2 separate regions of the Mus musculus genome follow, and region 2 is linked to region 1. The links are chromatin contacts, called in public HiChIP or PLAC-seq maps. All regions are on one chromosome and are shown on one strand. Each heading gives the region's core, a stretch centred on a gene start, on an enhancer-like site or on the middle of the called end of the contact. The rest is flanking DNA. Distances are from core to core; before and after follow the strand shown. Region 1 has its middle 17 kb from the start of Ackr3. Region 2 has its middle 6.4 kb from the start of Rab17.

Evidence for each region. HiChIP or PLAC-seq counts read pairs in DNA pulled down with a chosen protein or histone mark.
Region 2: an HNF4G HiChIP or PLAC-seq map of pancreatic cancer cells shows a contact between it and region 1. The contact joins two enhancer-like sites. A contact is called at or near these places in 2 of 39 promoter capture datasets (embryonic stem cells and hippocampal neurons) and 1 of 115 datasets of contacts at active chromatin or transcription factors (pancreatic cancer cells).

The regions. Positions count from the first base shown.
Region 1 is chr1:90,183,540-90,190,987 of GRCm38.p6, reverse strand. No RefSeq gene overlaps it. Among named protein-coding and RNA genes, the nearest start is that of Ackr3, 17 kb to the left of the region's middle. Within about 2 kb of position 4,832, at least 9 of the 459 cell types and tissues checked have an H3K27ac peak or open chromatin away from gene starts, as enhancers often do. A contact at or near this core is called in pancreatic cancer cells, where this site is marked.
Region 2 is chr1:90,972,278-90,979,725 of GRCm38.p6, reverse strand. No RefSeq gene overlaps it. Among named protein-coding and RNA genes, the nearest start is that of Rab17, 6.4 kb to the right of the region's middle. Within about 2 kb of position 4,530, at least 169 of the 459 cell types and tissues checked have an H3K27ac peak or open chromatin away from gene starts, as enhancers often do. A contact at or near this core is called in pancreatic cancer cells, where this site is marked.

The DNA of each region.
Region 1 (7,448 bases), core at 3,583-6,082:
GTTCCCTGCTGTCCCATGAGCTCTGCCTTCTACATATCATCTGTATCTCACTCCTGGATGAGTCTTCCTCTCTGTGTGCCTCAGTCTTGGGGCCTGGCTCTTTTGCATCTATGAATCTCAGTTTCTCTCCAGTCTTTCTCTTACTGGTTAGTTCCTCATAACCTCCTTCTTGTTGCTGTCTTTTGAGTTGTTGGTGTGATCACGCACAGAACAAAACCCAAGGCCTCAAATCTGCTAGGCAAGCATTCCATCAGTGAGACACACCCAACCCCTCAAAACTGACAGACGCTGCCTGCTCCGGTGCCTTGCTTGGAGTCTGTCTCCCGCTGACTGGCCCTCTTTAGTCTAAGCACCTCTTTGCTCCTGCCGCCCCGACCCTTCCCACTCAGAACTCATCACCCTCAGGGGTCCACGAAGGCCTTGTTCAGATCTGCTGGCACTGGCTGAACCATGCTTTCTGCTACAGTTATCCGTGTGACATGTGTAAAGGATTAATAACTCTCGATGTTTGGGGACCACATCTTACTTTTGTTTTCCCAGAATAGAGAGGGGTCGAGTTCTGCAGTGATGGGGCACAGCTGAGCTGTGGGGTTCCCTGTGGTGCTGTATCCTTGTGACCTCCCATCTGGGACCCTAAATGACTGTGGCACAGTTGCAGGTGTGAAGCGGGCTCTGAACAAAGCCATGCTTTGAGGGGCTGGATGAATAACATCGCAAGACAAATGGCTCCAGATGCCTAGAACAGGTGGGGTGGAGCCATGAAAACATTACCTAAAAGGACACGCTGTTTCCTCAGCCTTTCTCTTCCAGATCTCTTTCCTACACCAGATGTGTGCCAACCAACCTTGGTCCCACAAGCCCACATTACTGTTCAAAGCTATAAGTTCAGACTGCAGGCACTGAGCTGGGTGCCCTCCCAGGCTGGAACTTTTATGCACCTAGGATGCAATGAGCTGGCAGCTGGATGTGCTTCTGGCCCCTCCCACAACATGAGGCGTGCCCTTCCTGAGCTCCAGCGAGGTTCCTCTGTATCTGATCTCTTAAGACACTCAACCCTCCAACCACCACAAGCTGGCCATCCAGCTCAGCCTGTGACCCTGTTGCCCTGTGTGCTCTTTCTCTTTCTGGATCTTCTTTCTCAGCCTCTCTACCTTTGCTGCTTTATGTAAAATTCAAAACACGCTAAGGGTAAGCATGCTGAAACTCAACGGTGTGGTGTTTCCTTTAGAGTGGGCAGGTTGGGTCTCCTGAACTTTGCAGTGACCTGCGAGTCTTAGCTCTGGTGGCTGCCTCTCCTTGCATCCCTTTGATTGATGGTACTGTGTGTTAACTTTACACTGTTTCTAAGGGCATCCCTACAAACGCATCTATGTGAGCAAATGTACTGATCACATGACCACCATCCCTGTGTGGCCTCGATGTATTTGGATCCTCTAGCTATCAACAAAAGCAAGATTTCACTATGTCTCCCCGATAAAACTTCCCCTACCCATCCTCCCAACCCCCTCTGACCGGGAGAGAGGAAGGCTGGAAGGAAACGCATCTTAAAGGACCTCGATGGCAGTTTCTTCAGCTTGGCCTTTACCGCTGTCCCCAAAATTCCCCCTGCCAACTAATGAGCTCCAGATAAATGACAGTTCTTTCTCTGTCCGCAGTGTCCATTCTCTCCTGTGGCCTTCATACACAATCCCAAGGACACACTGGCAAGTCCTGGCCCATTGACCTGGCAGGGAGGTCCTCCCCCCCACTTCTCCATCTCTTTTCAGGAGCTCACAATACAAATTTGCATCCTAAAAGATCCTCTCCATTCTGCCCTGGAAAATGCCAGGCTCTGCTGCGGACATGTGTCAAAACTCTGAATTGCTATGAGATGGCAGATCCAGGGAGAGCATTGCGTGATTGCATGGCGTGTGTGTTAGGGGAGGGGTGGACCATGTTTCAATTAATTTGCAGATGTGAAAGAAGATACAAGGCCAGAGCATAGATTCGAACACATAGCCAGTCCCAAGCGTAGCATCCGGAGCATGGTGGGAGATTGTCCCCTCCAACCCCAACCTGGAGCTGTGGCTGTTGGCCTCCCTGAGCCAGGGTAGAGATAACAGCTGTGGGGCCAGCTGAGGGTCCCAACTGCAAGATCGGGAAAACAGAGGAAACAGACTGACCAGCAGAACCAGGCCTCGGAGGGCTAGGCTGCGCTATCAGTCAGAGTCGGCTGGCACTGGAAATGACTGGGCATAGTTCTCAGCAGCCCAAGGCACGTTTTGCTGCTACAAACCCTCCACTTGGCCTTGCAGAGACTCTCATACTGGATCAGAAGAGGGACAAGTGACGAGGCAGGATGGCACCCACTTGCATGCTAGTATCGGTTAGTGCATGAGCCTGCTGCTTCCTGGTTTTGCTTCCCACAGACAAGGGTTGAACCAAGGACCCCTATCATGCTAGCTACCCAGGATCCCTCATGGTGCATGTCCCTGCCTGGTTCCGTATGCCTCTGGGTATCACGGACCAGCACTTCCTGCGTGCTTACAGAAGCATCTAGAGTTTGTTTTCTTTGCTACAACCAGACTGGCCTGGAAGCAGATGCCCCAGGTCAAAAGCACAGCGGGGACCTGGAAGTGGCCAAGTGAGAAGGGATGTGAGATGCAGGGCTGGTGGCGTGAGAAACCAGACTCCTGTCTGTGGCTGGCACATAGAAGGTGCCCTGAGTTTCAAGAGGCTAACATAGAAGTAAGGCAATATCATATCACCCAATAGTATCACCTTTGCCCTCAGATGGATGCAAGATGTGTATTTCCATCAGTGCTAAGAGAGGCTGGAAAACTGAGACAGGGCATCCAAAGAAAATAACGCCCCCAGAAGGGGAGAAAAAAGATAGTTCTATAACAGGGGTTGTCACCCAAGGGTGACATAAACTAAGAAGCAGGTTGGCTCTTACACACGTTCGCGACCGGCCAGGAAAGATGCAACAAACCGGAATCTTCTGCGGCAAAAGCTTTATTGCTTACATCTTCAGGAGCCAGAGAGCAAGAGAGCCAGAGAGCCAGAGAGCCAGCGAGCAAGAGAGAGAAAAAGAACAAGAAAGCAAGAGAGAGAATGGCAAAACCCCGTCCCTTTTAAGGAGAATTATCCTCCGCCTAGGACGTGTCACTCCCTGATTGGCTGCAGCCCATCGGCCGAGTTGTCGTCACGGGGAAGGCAGAGCACATGGGGTGGAGAACTACCCTTGGCACATGTGCAGATTATTTGTTTACCACTTAGAACACAGGATGTCAGCGCCATCTTGCAACGTTGAATGTGAGGGCGGCTCCCCACAGGTGGCCTCTCCCCAGGTGCCTCGTGGAGAGGTGTAAGCCATTCCTGCCTCTGCCCAGCAGGACATCTCTGCACAATGGTACATGACATAGTGAACAGCTTCATTATCAATGAAAAGAAGGACAGCCATACACTTGAAACAAGAGTCTATTCCGGAGCCCTGGCAACATCCCTGAAGAGGCTGTTAAATGTCCTTGTTTCACAGATGAAGAACCCCAAGTTCAAAATACTGCACGCCCTGTCTGCAGCCTAGCCTGAGCTTAGGGTTAAGTCAACCTCTGACCATCTTGGGAAGACTCAGATCCACCTGCTTATCCTGCCCAGAATTGAAGAGAGCTGTTGGCTCAGGCTGGGATAATAGCTTGGTCGGTAAAGTGCCTGCCTCGAAAGCATAAGGATCAGGGTTCTTCCACTGAACTCACATAAGGCTGGGTGGGGTACTGTGCTCTTGTGTTCCTAGAGCTGGCAAGGCCGGGACAGATAGGTTCTTAGAGCTCACTGGCCATCCAGCCTTACCTAATGGCCAAGCTCCAGGCCGATGAAAGACGTTATCATCACACAATGACAAGACAGATGGCATCTAAGGAAGGACAGCTAAGTTCACAGCTGTCAGGCACATACACGGTTGGTTGGTTGGTTGGTGGTGGTTGGTTTGTTTGGTTGGTTTTGTTTTGCACATGTTGGTTCTCCAGTTGTAACAGAATCCCTGGAAACTGAGAGGATTCCTTCACCCCAGCTCTGGAAAAGTACCCAGCCTGGCTAGTGCACGGAGCAAGAAATCTATCCTTATTCTGGCAGCAGGGTTCACTGGGTCCAGGCACAGCCCAAGGCAGAAAGGACGCCACCAGCTTTGCTCCCTCTTCACCATCACTGCATAGACTGGCCAGAGACAGACTTTCTCATGACCACGGGAACAGAGCAAAGCCAGAACCGGATTCCACCCTATGGCAATGTGGTTGGTGTCAGTAGAACTGGGAGCTCCCTAACTTTCAATCCAGAGTTTGTCTCAGATGAGCTGATGGGCATCTGAACAGATCAACGGTTCCATGGCTGAAGACAGACACCCTCTGCCTGCCACAACCTGCAGACGCAGTCTCATGAAGAAAATTATGGTCTGTGGGCAGTGCTCATTCATCTGTCCCCTAGACAGGTCTCACACACATCTGTGGCACTCTTCTTAAAGGTACACCTGGCTTCACCACATTTTCTACCTACCAGAGCCATAGGGTGTCACACCAGACACGGCCCATCCCCTTCTAGATGAATCATGGACTTGGCACAAGCCTCCCGGCCCAGCTGTATCCTGTTCCTGCTCTTTCACACACAGTGGCAATGGGGGAGGAGACGAGCATCCTCCACCACACCATAGGCTCTGCGTGTCTGCTTCCCTGTGATGGACCCTGCCAACACACTCCCAAGTGCTACTATGTAGGTGAGGTTGCCTCATAGGCTGACTTGGGCCACCAGCTATAGCTAGCTGATAGTTATGGACTCCAGAAGGCTAGCTGTGCCAATGAGGAACACCTAGAGTCATCCTTCCAGCTCTGCAGGCAACATGGCTAGTCAAGATGTGACTCTACTGGTACTACTGAAAGATGAGGGGTATGCCTGCAACCTCACTCCAGCCAGAGTGGATTTGTTCCCATCTTGTTCCCAGTCCCAAAGCTGGAAGGGTAGGTGGGTGGTTGAGAAAAGAGCCAACACTGGAGCTAAAGGAGGAGGATAGATAATCCCAGGATGGTTAATCCTGACTGCAGTTTGGTTAGATGTAGAATCACCTCAAAGATATAGCTCTGGATGGGTCTGTGCATGTTTTTCCAGGAAGGGTGAACAAAAATGAGAGAAGTGTCCTCCAGGGTGGGTGGCGCCTTTCAGCAATGGCTCAGATAGAGAGGTCTGAGGTGGGGACAGTGCTGTTAGCTCACTTTAGCTTCTTGCAGAGTGTGTCACTGCTGGAGCTGCTGTCGCCATCCTCAGGGACACCGGGGACACTGGAGCACAGCTTTTTAATACCTTCCAACATGGACTGATGATGACTCTCCAGGAGCTCTGCAGGTCTCCAGTGCCAGATTGGGGCTCTTGAGGTTCACCTTTGTGGAGTGAGCAATTCAGGACTTCTCTGCCTCTCCTGCATGCAGCCACTCTTGGACTGCCCAGTCCACACTGTGTGAGTCAAAGTAAACATGTCCCTTGGCACTCTACTGCCATTCACGGGTCCTATTCCTCAAGGGAATTCCAACATACACATCTCATGTAAGATATACCATCACGTAGCCTGCTCTTGGCACATGATGGTGGCCTCTGCTTTCTTCTAAAATGGAACAAAATACTAACGCTCTTAAGCACAGCCTTAAGGGCTCGCTTGTAAACCCCAGTGTTTGGGAAGTGGAAGTAGGAGAACAAGGAGTGCAGGGCTAGCCTGAGCTACACGTGAAACCCTCTCAATAAAGAAAAAGTTTAATAAAGGGAGATAACTTTTCTTTTAGATTCTTAGGCAATTTCATTGTTCTCTTCCAGAATTCCTATGAAAAGCAAAACTGCCTTTGAGAATTACAAAGGAAGGAAGGAATATGTAAACATTTAGAGTAATAAACAACATGGGACAAATCAAAATTAGTATGAAAATGGCTACAATTTAAAATGTAAGAAAGTATACATTAAAACCTAGATTTTTTTTGTGTGTGTGGGGTACTTATTATGATAAAAAGAGACGAGGCAACATCTGTTTGTCCTGGTGAATGTGTTATGGGGTACAGTATTACCTCTATGTCATGTAAGTGGCTGGTGACACTCTGGATATCTTCTACATCCATTCAGACCACTCCTGTCACTCAGTCCATCTCTCACTGATGTCTCAAGGTCTCTTTCAATTTTATTCTCAGGTTTTCTTATCTTTCTTTCTTTCTTTCTTTCTTTCTTTCTCTCTTTCTTTTTCCATGATGGAAAACTTTCAACTTTTTCTCTTTTTTGTATTTTTTAATTAGATATTTTCTTTATTTACATTTCAAATGTTATCCCCTTTCCTAATTTCCCCTCTGAAAGCCCCCTACTCCTTCCCCCCACCCTGCTCACCAACCCTCCCATTCCTGCTTCCTGGCTCTGGCAGTCCCCTATACTGGGGCATAGAACCTTCAGATTCCTAATGAAATGAACTTTCAACCAAAACCTACTCCATTAAAGCTCCGAATCTGCTGTGAAGAATTGCCTTCCTGGTGGGAAGGTGGCCTCTTAGGTGCACATGGCTGGACTTTGTACAATCTAATTGTGAGCTGGTGTGTTTTAGTATCCATGCTGTCACAGAAAAACTCCCCCTCTAACTCTCCTTGAGCAATCCTCCCGGCATCTGCTGTGTCTCCTCATTATCATCTCATCGTTATTGTCTCCCCTCCCAGTAGAACGGGATCTCTCGGGATTGGTGTGTTCATGAAAGCTCAGGGGTCTAATCAGACAGATCCCACAGTGCACAGCACCGTCCCTTCCCTGAGAAGATTCAGAAGGAAGGAAGGGAGGGAGGGAGGGAGGGAGGAAGGAAGGAAGGAAGGAAGGAAGGAAGGAAGGAAGGAAGGAAGGAAGGAGAAGATAAGAGGATAATCTGGCTACCTCTATTGGTTCTGATGAGGAGAAAAACAATCTCTAAGAATTCCAAGTAAGAAACAAAACTGTGGGTGTAGGGGCTTGTTTCACACCACCATTGAGGACCCAAACAGGTCTGTTTTAAAGCATTTCTTCATGTGTGAGGCAGCCTGGAGCAAAACCAGCGCTCTGTGGGAGAAGAGCCTTCAGTTCTCCCTCAGGGAGGCCTCTGAGCACAACTGATCAACCAGGAATTCACAGGAGAAAGTTCTTAAACCCCCCTGAACCTGCAGAAGCAAGTCACTGCGTGCCTTCATTAGGAACGGCAGACGGCAGGACCAAACCTGAGAGGCTATGATGAGCATGCAGAGAAACGGGCAAGGAAGGGGTGGGGTGGGGAGGGGCAAACCAGAGTGTTTAAGTTCCAGGAAGAAAGGGGGTGAGCCAACTGACCAGATGTTGGGAATAGTGGTCAGTGCACAAGTCCGCAGACTCAGCAGGTATAACCAACCTCTGCCAGAATTCCTACAGGAGTTCAATGTCCAGGCACGTTGTAAGGACAC
Region 2 (7,448 bases), core at 3,281-5,780, 790 kb before region 1:
ATGCCCTCCAGGTCCATCCATTTGCTTAGGAATTTCATAAATTCATTCTTTTTAATAGCTGAGTAGTACTCCATTGTGTAAATGTACCACATTTTCTGTATCCATTCCTCTGTTGAGGGACATCTGGGTTCTTTCCAGCTTCTGGCTATTATAAATAAGGCTGCTATGAACATAGTGGAGCATGTGTCCTTCTTACCAGTTGGAACATCTTCTGGATATATGCCCAGGAGAGGTATTGCTGGATCCTCCGGTAGTACTATGTCCGATTTTCTGAGGAACCGCCAGACTGATTTCCAGAGTGGTTGTACAAGCTTGCAATCCTACCAACAATGGAGGAGTGTTCCTCTTTCTCCACATCCTCGCCAGCATCTGCTGTCACCTGAGTTTTTGATCCTAGCCATTCTGACTGGCGTGAGGTGGAATTGCAGGGTTGTTTTGATTTGCATTTCCCTGATGATTAAGGATGCTGAACAGTTTTTCAGGTGCTTCTCAGCCATTCGGTATTCCTCAGGTGAGAATTCTTTGTTTAGATCTGAGCCCCATTTTTTAATGGGGTTATTTGATTTTCTGGAGTCCACCTTCTTGAGTTCTTTTTATATATAGGATATTAGTCCCCTGATGCTCAGAGTCAGCTATTGGATGGATCACAGGGCCCCCAAAGGAGGAGCTAGAGAAAGTACCCAAGGAGCTAAAGGGGTCTGCAACCCTATAGGTAGAACAACAATATGAACTAACCAGTACCCCACCCCCCAGCTCATGTCTCTAGCTGCATATGTATCAGAAGATGGCCTAGTTGGCCATCATTGGAAAGAGAGATCCATTGGTCTTGCAAACTTTATATGCCTCAGTACAGGGGAACGCCAGGGCCAAGAAGTGAGAGTGGGTGGGTAGGGGAGTGGGGGGGAGGGTATGGGGGACTTTTGGGATAGCATTGGAAATGTAAATGAAGAAAATACCTAATTAAAAAAAAAGAAAGAAACAGGCAGAATTGAAGAGAATCTTTGTGGCATATATTTCTGACAGAACATTCAGAATATATAATGAATTAAAAAAGAATCAAGAAATAAATGTCTCATTTAAAAAATGGATGGCATATCTGAACAGAGCACTCTCAATGGAAGAAATAAAAGGTGGGAGTGGGTGGGTAGGTGAATACCCTCATAGAAGCAGGGGGAGGGGGGATAGGATAGGGAGTTTCTGGGCAAGGGACTGGGAAAGGGAATAACATTTGAAATATAAATAAAGAAACTATCCAATAAAAATTTTTTTAATTGCTAAAAACAAAACACAAACAAAACAAAACAAAACAAAAAATGTATCCACCATAAAGGCTGGAAATAGGTTGGTAATATTTGTTTCCAGTTTTGAGTGCTTTTCTGTGTCAGTTGGGGGTCAGTAAAATGTCTTCTTCCCTTGTGTGACCGAACAGGATATATGTAGAAGAATTCACCTTCCCCTACACCATGCTATCTATGTTGTTCAGTGAGTACAGAGCAAACCCCCTTTGTTGGGGACAGAGGATGGATAGACACCAGACATATATGATCGACAACTCACAGGTCACAAACCGTAGATGACAGGCAGATGGAAGGCACAGGGAAAGAAGTGGAAACTTATCTTGGTTCATTCTTGTTTTAAAGTACTTCAAGAAGCAAAGTGGAAGAAAAACTCATTCTTTTTTTTTTAAAGATTTATTTATTTATTATTATATGTAAGTAGACTGTAGCTGTCTTCAGACAGTCTTTCTTCTCGATCCAGCCTTGCTCACTCACTGTAGCTCTCTTCAGACACCCCAGAAGAGGGCATCAGACCTCATTATGGATGGTTCTGCGCCATCATGTGGTTGCTGAGATTTGAACTCACAACCTTCAGAAGAGCAGTCAGCACTCTTAACTGCTGAGCCATCTCTCCAGCCTGGAAGACTCATTCTTTAACGCTGCACTAACATAGAATCCGATAAAACTAATCCTGTGACTTTTCCGATGACCCAGAGCCTAGCACACTGTAACTGCACAGCAGAGTGTCTGTTGTGTCTGGAATGAGCAGGGCACATACCTGTCTTCAGTGTGTCTTGTCCTTGTAACGTTTCACCAGCAAAACACACTCGGACAACCAGATCCTTCTACGGCAAAGCTTTATTGCTTACTTCTCAGGAAGACCCTGAACCCGGAAATGGTGCTGCTTAAATACCCCTCCGTGTCACATGTCAGCTCCTGATTAGCTGCTCACCCATCACCCCACTATTACACCCCGGGATGGGCAGTGACTTGGCATGAATTTACTCCAGCACCTGCGCACATTGCTTGTTTACTAGTTAGGCACTGAGGAAGCCAGCACCATCTTGTAATGGTGATTGTTCATGGCTTCCCACAAGTGTGTCTCAAGGTATTAAAGCAGAGTTCAATATATGGAGAATTGGAAATGAGCCCTTGCTGGAGAGAGGGTCAGGTAAGCTCTGAGGCAGGGGGATGAACGTTGCAGTCTTGGGTTTACTTGGTTCTTTGTACCTGGCTTTTTTTCCCCTTACAGTGGCATCCCTAAAGCCTTTTGTCCCAGATCAGGTCTTGGCCTTGTCAAGAAAGCATGACAGGATCCTCACTCAGCCTGACACCTCAGCTGCTGCCCAGCACTGTGGCCGCTCTGAAGGAGCACAGAAGAGATGCCCTTTCAGGAAGAGAGCTGCTGGCCCTGGAAAAGAGCTAGGGTAGATGAGGAGGACCAGGCCTGACTCCAAGGAAGGAGAGGGCCCTCCAACAAGCCAGATAAGAAGATGAAGGCATATCAGTTCCTAGATAAGAAAGAACACACTGATGGTGGTGGTGGTGGTGGTGGTGGTGGTGGTGGTGGTGTGTGTGTGTGTGTGTATGTGTGTGTGTGTGTGTGTGTGTGTGTGTGTGTGTGTGTTTATAGTAAGTCTGCTTCTTCCTTTTGTTCAAGAGGTTGCTTTGCTGTCTCTTGGTGACTGAGGAATGAATGGGCTGACAGTGCATGAAGGGTCATTCACTGACCCACACATTCCCTCCTAGAGTCACTTAGCTCTGTGTCAGGCCATGCACACTTCAGTGGGAATTCTAACTTTTGATTCATTTTTTTCACGCACCCATCTGTTCACTCACTTCCAATTCCGAATGCCTTGCTTCATCCTTCCTCGGTCAAGTTTAAGGTGACATCTGAGAACCATTTCTTCTTCCCAGTCTGTCATCAAAGTCGTGGAAACCTTCCTGCCTCGGTCCTCCGAGTCCTATGGTTCCATGTGCAAACAATCACTCTTAGCTCTGCTTTTTGGAGATTCAGCTCTCACACTGTAGCCCAGGTTTGCCGTGAACTCACTATGTAGCCCATGCTGGCCTCAAACTCAGCAATCTCCCTTGCCCAGCTTTCTGAGCTCTGGGGATTCAGCGGTAAATACCGCACCCAGAGCTTTCCCCCCAGGGTCCACTTGGGTATGGATTTGGAGGATATTCTTCAACTCAGGACAGGTTTGGAGAAATGTAAAACCTTCCTCTCCCAGCGCATGAATCCTCAGAGGACAGGCCCTTGGGGAATGTGCATGCAGGCTCATCTTCTCATGAATATTGAACACATCATGAATATTTATCAATGGAATTGTGTCTTCCCAAGATGATCTTATTTGAATTCCTAACACGTGTCCCTTAAAATATGACCAGGACCTGAAATAGGGACTTTTCAGAGCTAACCAAGTAGTGATGCAGTCATTAGGGTGGCCCTAATTGAGTGGGACTGGTGATGTCTGTCACAAGAAGGGAAGTTTGGGGACAGACACCAGCATAGAGACAAATGTGTGAAGATAAAGATCAAGATTGCAATGCTGCTTTGACAAGTCAAGGGTACCTGGGTTGCTGACAGTCTCCAGGGAGAAGGGTGGCTACTCTCCAGAGCCTCCAGATACCTTGATCTTGGGCTTCTGGCCTTCTGGCTCTGAGGCAATGGAGTTCTGCTGTTTAAGCAATTCCATTAGTGGGGCTTTTACAGCTGTTTTGCAAACACACACACAAGGGTTGGAAAGGAGAGCATAGATTCTCTACAGGAGACGGGGCTTCCTTTATTCTGGCCCTTCTTCTCTCAGCCCCGTGTGGCTCTCTGTGACCTTGGCTGTGAGCATTATTCTTGGAGGAGCCCTTGTGTCCACATTTGTCCTTCAGGTGGCTACAGGCACAGCAGCTCTGGCTATTCAGAAGTGAGTGTGGCTCTGTCCACCCACCCTCCAGGTTTGGGAGGGTCACAGGTATTTAAGAAGGCTCACTCCAGAGCCAGCCTGTTAGGTGGCTCCCTGTGGCAAAGCCTGTGACCTCAAGGCTCAGACCATTATCCATTCCTCCATCTAGTTCCCAGGTGATGACTACAACCCAGCTGGATCTGAACTCCCACTCTGCAGCCTGATGTGGCTCCCTGCACAAAGTTTCCAAAAGGAGTTCCTAAAGCATGATTTGTCAGGCAGGCGTGAGGGTGAGCAGTGCTGCAGTCAGCATTAGGGAAGCTAGGAGCAACAAAAGAACCAGAGGGCTGAGTCACTGCGCCCGCTGGCCTTTCCGGATGCGCTGGAGAGCGTGACCACAGATGAGGACGGTTTCTCCCTGGGCAACTGCTGAGTCAAAGGCTGTATTGTTGCCGGAGCCCATTGATGGACATTCCCATTTGCCTCTCAGCAAACAGCTGCCCTGGTGCGTGAGCTGCAGCATGTGGAAGTGCTATGTGCCCACCCCCTTGCCAAGCTTGGAGATGACGGGTCTGCTGATGCTTTCCGTGGGGGCTGGACCAGGGCTGTGCACACTAGGGGGCTTGTGTTTACTGCCCATCTCTGAGTTTTCAGTGAATTGGTTTTTTTTGTTTTTTTTTTCTTTCAGGTTTATAAATTAAGGATTCAAAACACCATCTCTCCAGAAGTTATTTTCCCCAGGATTTCGTATAAAGATGGCTTTGATTGTCATGCGCTCATTTCTCCCTAGGGTTGCCTTGTGCATTCAGCTGCATGGTGTAGTCGCTAACGAAGATGAAGATGTGACTCCTGCAACAATATAGGGATTTCTTGGAACACTGGGAGGGCTCTTTTTATAATTTATGTCAACACTGAGCTGAGCGGGTGCCAATGCGCATGAATACATGACGCCTTCCTATTCTCTGACTATAATCCAGCAAGTCTTGCTGGGGGTTGCCCTCTGCTCTTTAGGTATCCTGCAAACGGGACTTCAAGGCAAAGGCACTGGGTTTGGAGGTAAAAGGAAGAGAAAAATAAAGTTGCTTGGGCAGCTTGTTTCTGCCTTCTTGACAAGATTGGGCAGGGCCATTAGCGTGGAAGTGAGTGGCAAGAAAAATGAGACCATGAGCAAGAGAAACAACGCCCAGTGTGGTACAGTGTTTGCCCAGCAGGTGCCAGACCCAGGGTTCCATCTTTAGCACTGCAAGAGCAAAATCAAAGCCAGAAACACAGCAAAGGAAACAAACCCATAAATCACACAGCTACAGTTACTGGGTAAGGAATTTGCAATACTACATTCAGTACAACAACAACAATAACAAAACTCTGTAAGAGAAAAGTATACACAGCAGGTGGATAAGTGGATTTCAGGAGAGATTTGGCAGCTTGTGAACAGAACCCAAGTCCTGTAGCCCCCTAAGTCACCACAACCTCCTACTGTCAGAGCTCAGCAACCGTCCTCTTGGGCTCTCTGTTCCTTTTTTCTTCCTTTCCTTCTTCTTTCTAGTGTAACTAAATATCCTTCTTGCTTATTCCATCTCCATACTGGATTCTTAGGTGAACCATGTTGCAGATTTCCAGTCTTGTTATTTCTATATGGTACTTGGAACTACTTGGATGGGGAAGTCTTTGGTTCCAGGATGTGGGAGCACGACTGGAGTTGTGCTGTTTGGTCCCAAGTGCTCTGCACCCTTTTGCTTACAGCATGGACACAAGCTTGGACAAACCATCTGGGCCCATTTTTGTCATCTGCCTGCTGCCAGCTGTGCGCTGTGTGTGGACCAGTACTGCCCAGCTGGCACCTGTCATTCTTGTTGCCTGTTCAGCTCAGTCTGCCTGCTGATGGCATCCCCTGCCTAGCAGGCAGTTGGCCTTACCTTGTTCATTCTGCTCCCAGAAAGAGGGCACCCCTGTCCTCTTGACTGTGTCTACATAAGCATTTCTTCCTGGGAGAGGTCTTCTCTGACTTTTCCTGATCCTTTCTGGCCTGGCTTGCAGTGTTCCTCCCCTACGGTAGGCCCCTGACTGGGGAGTGACCTGTTCCTCTGCAGGGCTTTGTCTCCCCCTGCTGGGGCTACCTGGGACAGCACCTAGCTTCCTTTTCCTGACTTCTTTCTGCTGCGCAGGCTGTTAGCCACGTGCAAGCATTGATGGCTGAGCGGAGGAATTTAGCCTGGCATTCAGAAACCACTACTGGAATTTTACATTGAGATAAGCAGGATAAATGTTTCGGGGAGAGACACTCCCTAGCTTCTGTTTATCTCAAGGCTAGGAGATTAGAACTTTGCAGAAGAGAGGAGTGCAGATGATAATCAGTCTGTTTGTCCTTAGCCACTGCTCTGCAAGGAAGCCCAAGCTCAGCTGTCCCCGGGGGAGCACCAGCATGCCTGGCTGGCCAGAGCTGGGTCATCTGGTTCCTACTGCTAGAAAGCTGGATATATTGGCAATGGGGCCCACAATTATGGGCTGTGCACAGAGAACAGGGGCACATGTCCGTGCAAGCAGTTAGCTGTTCTGCTGCAAGCCGGGAGAACCGCTTGAAAGTCACAAACAGATAGCTAATAAGATGGCTCAGGGGACAAAGACAATGCCAAGCTTTGTGGACTCCATCCCCGGAATCCACAGAGGGGAAGGATTCCTTTGACCTCAATAAACGCACTGTGGCAAGTGTGTGCAAAAAATATGTTCATGCATATATGATGAGTGAATAATAATGTAATAAAGAGGGGCTGGAGAGATGGCTTAGGGGTTAAGAGTGTGTTTCCTCCTCTTCCAGAGGGGCCGAGTTCTTCAGATCCAGTGTGGGGCTTATAACGTCAGCTGTGGGGGATCTGAAGCCCTCTTGCTGGCCTCCACAGTGCTGCACGCACATGCGAGAACCCACACAGAGACTCATGCGCATGCATATATTTAAAAGTACATTGGAAAGTGTTCACAAAACGCTCACACATGTTTAGGCAGCAGTAGGTCCAGCTGTTCCTGTGGGGAATGGGGTAGGAAGTTCTAGAGATCATAGGATAGCAAGAAGCTCTCATAGGGTAGCTGTCTATGAAAACAGAAAGTCTCTGTCATGCAGTGTTTGAACAGAGGTTGAGAAGGGTTTGCATAGGCTCCGCAGCCCTTGCAATTGTACCCAGTTTTATAATTTTGCCTTGTTTATTGTCTCACTATGAACCCAATGCTATCTTGCCCCCCCCCCGCCCCCAACTGTGTTTCACTCCCTGAGTACTGG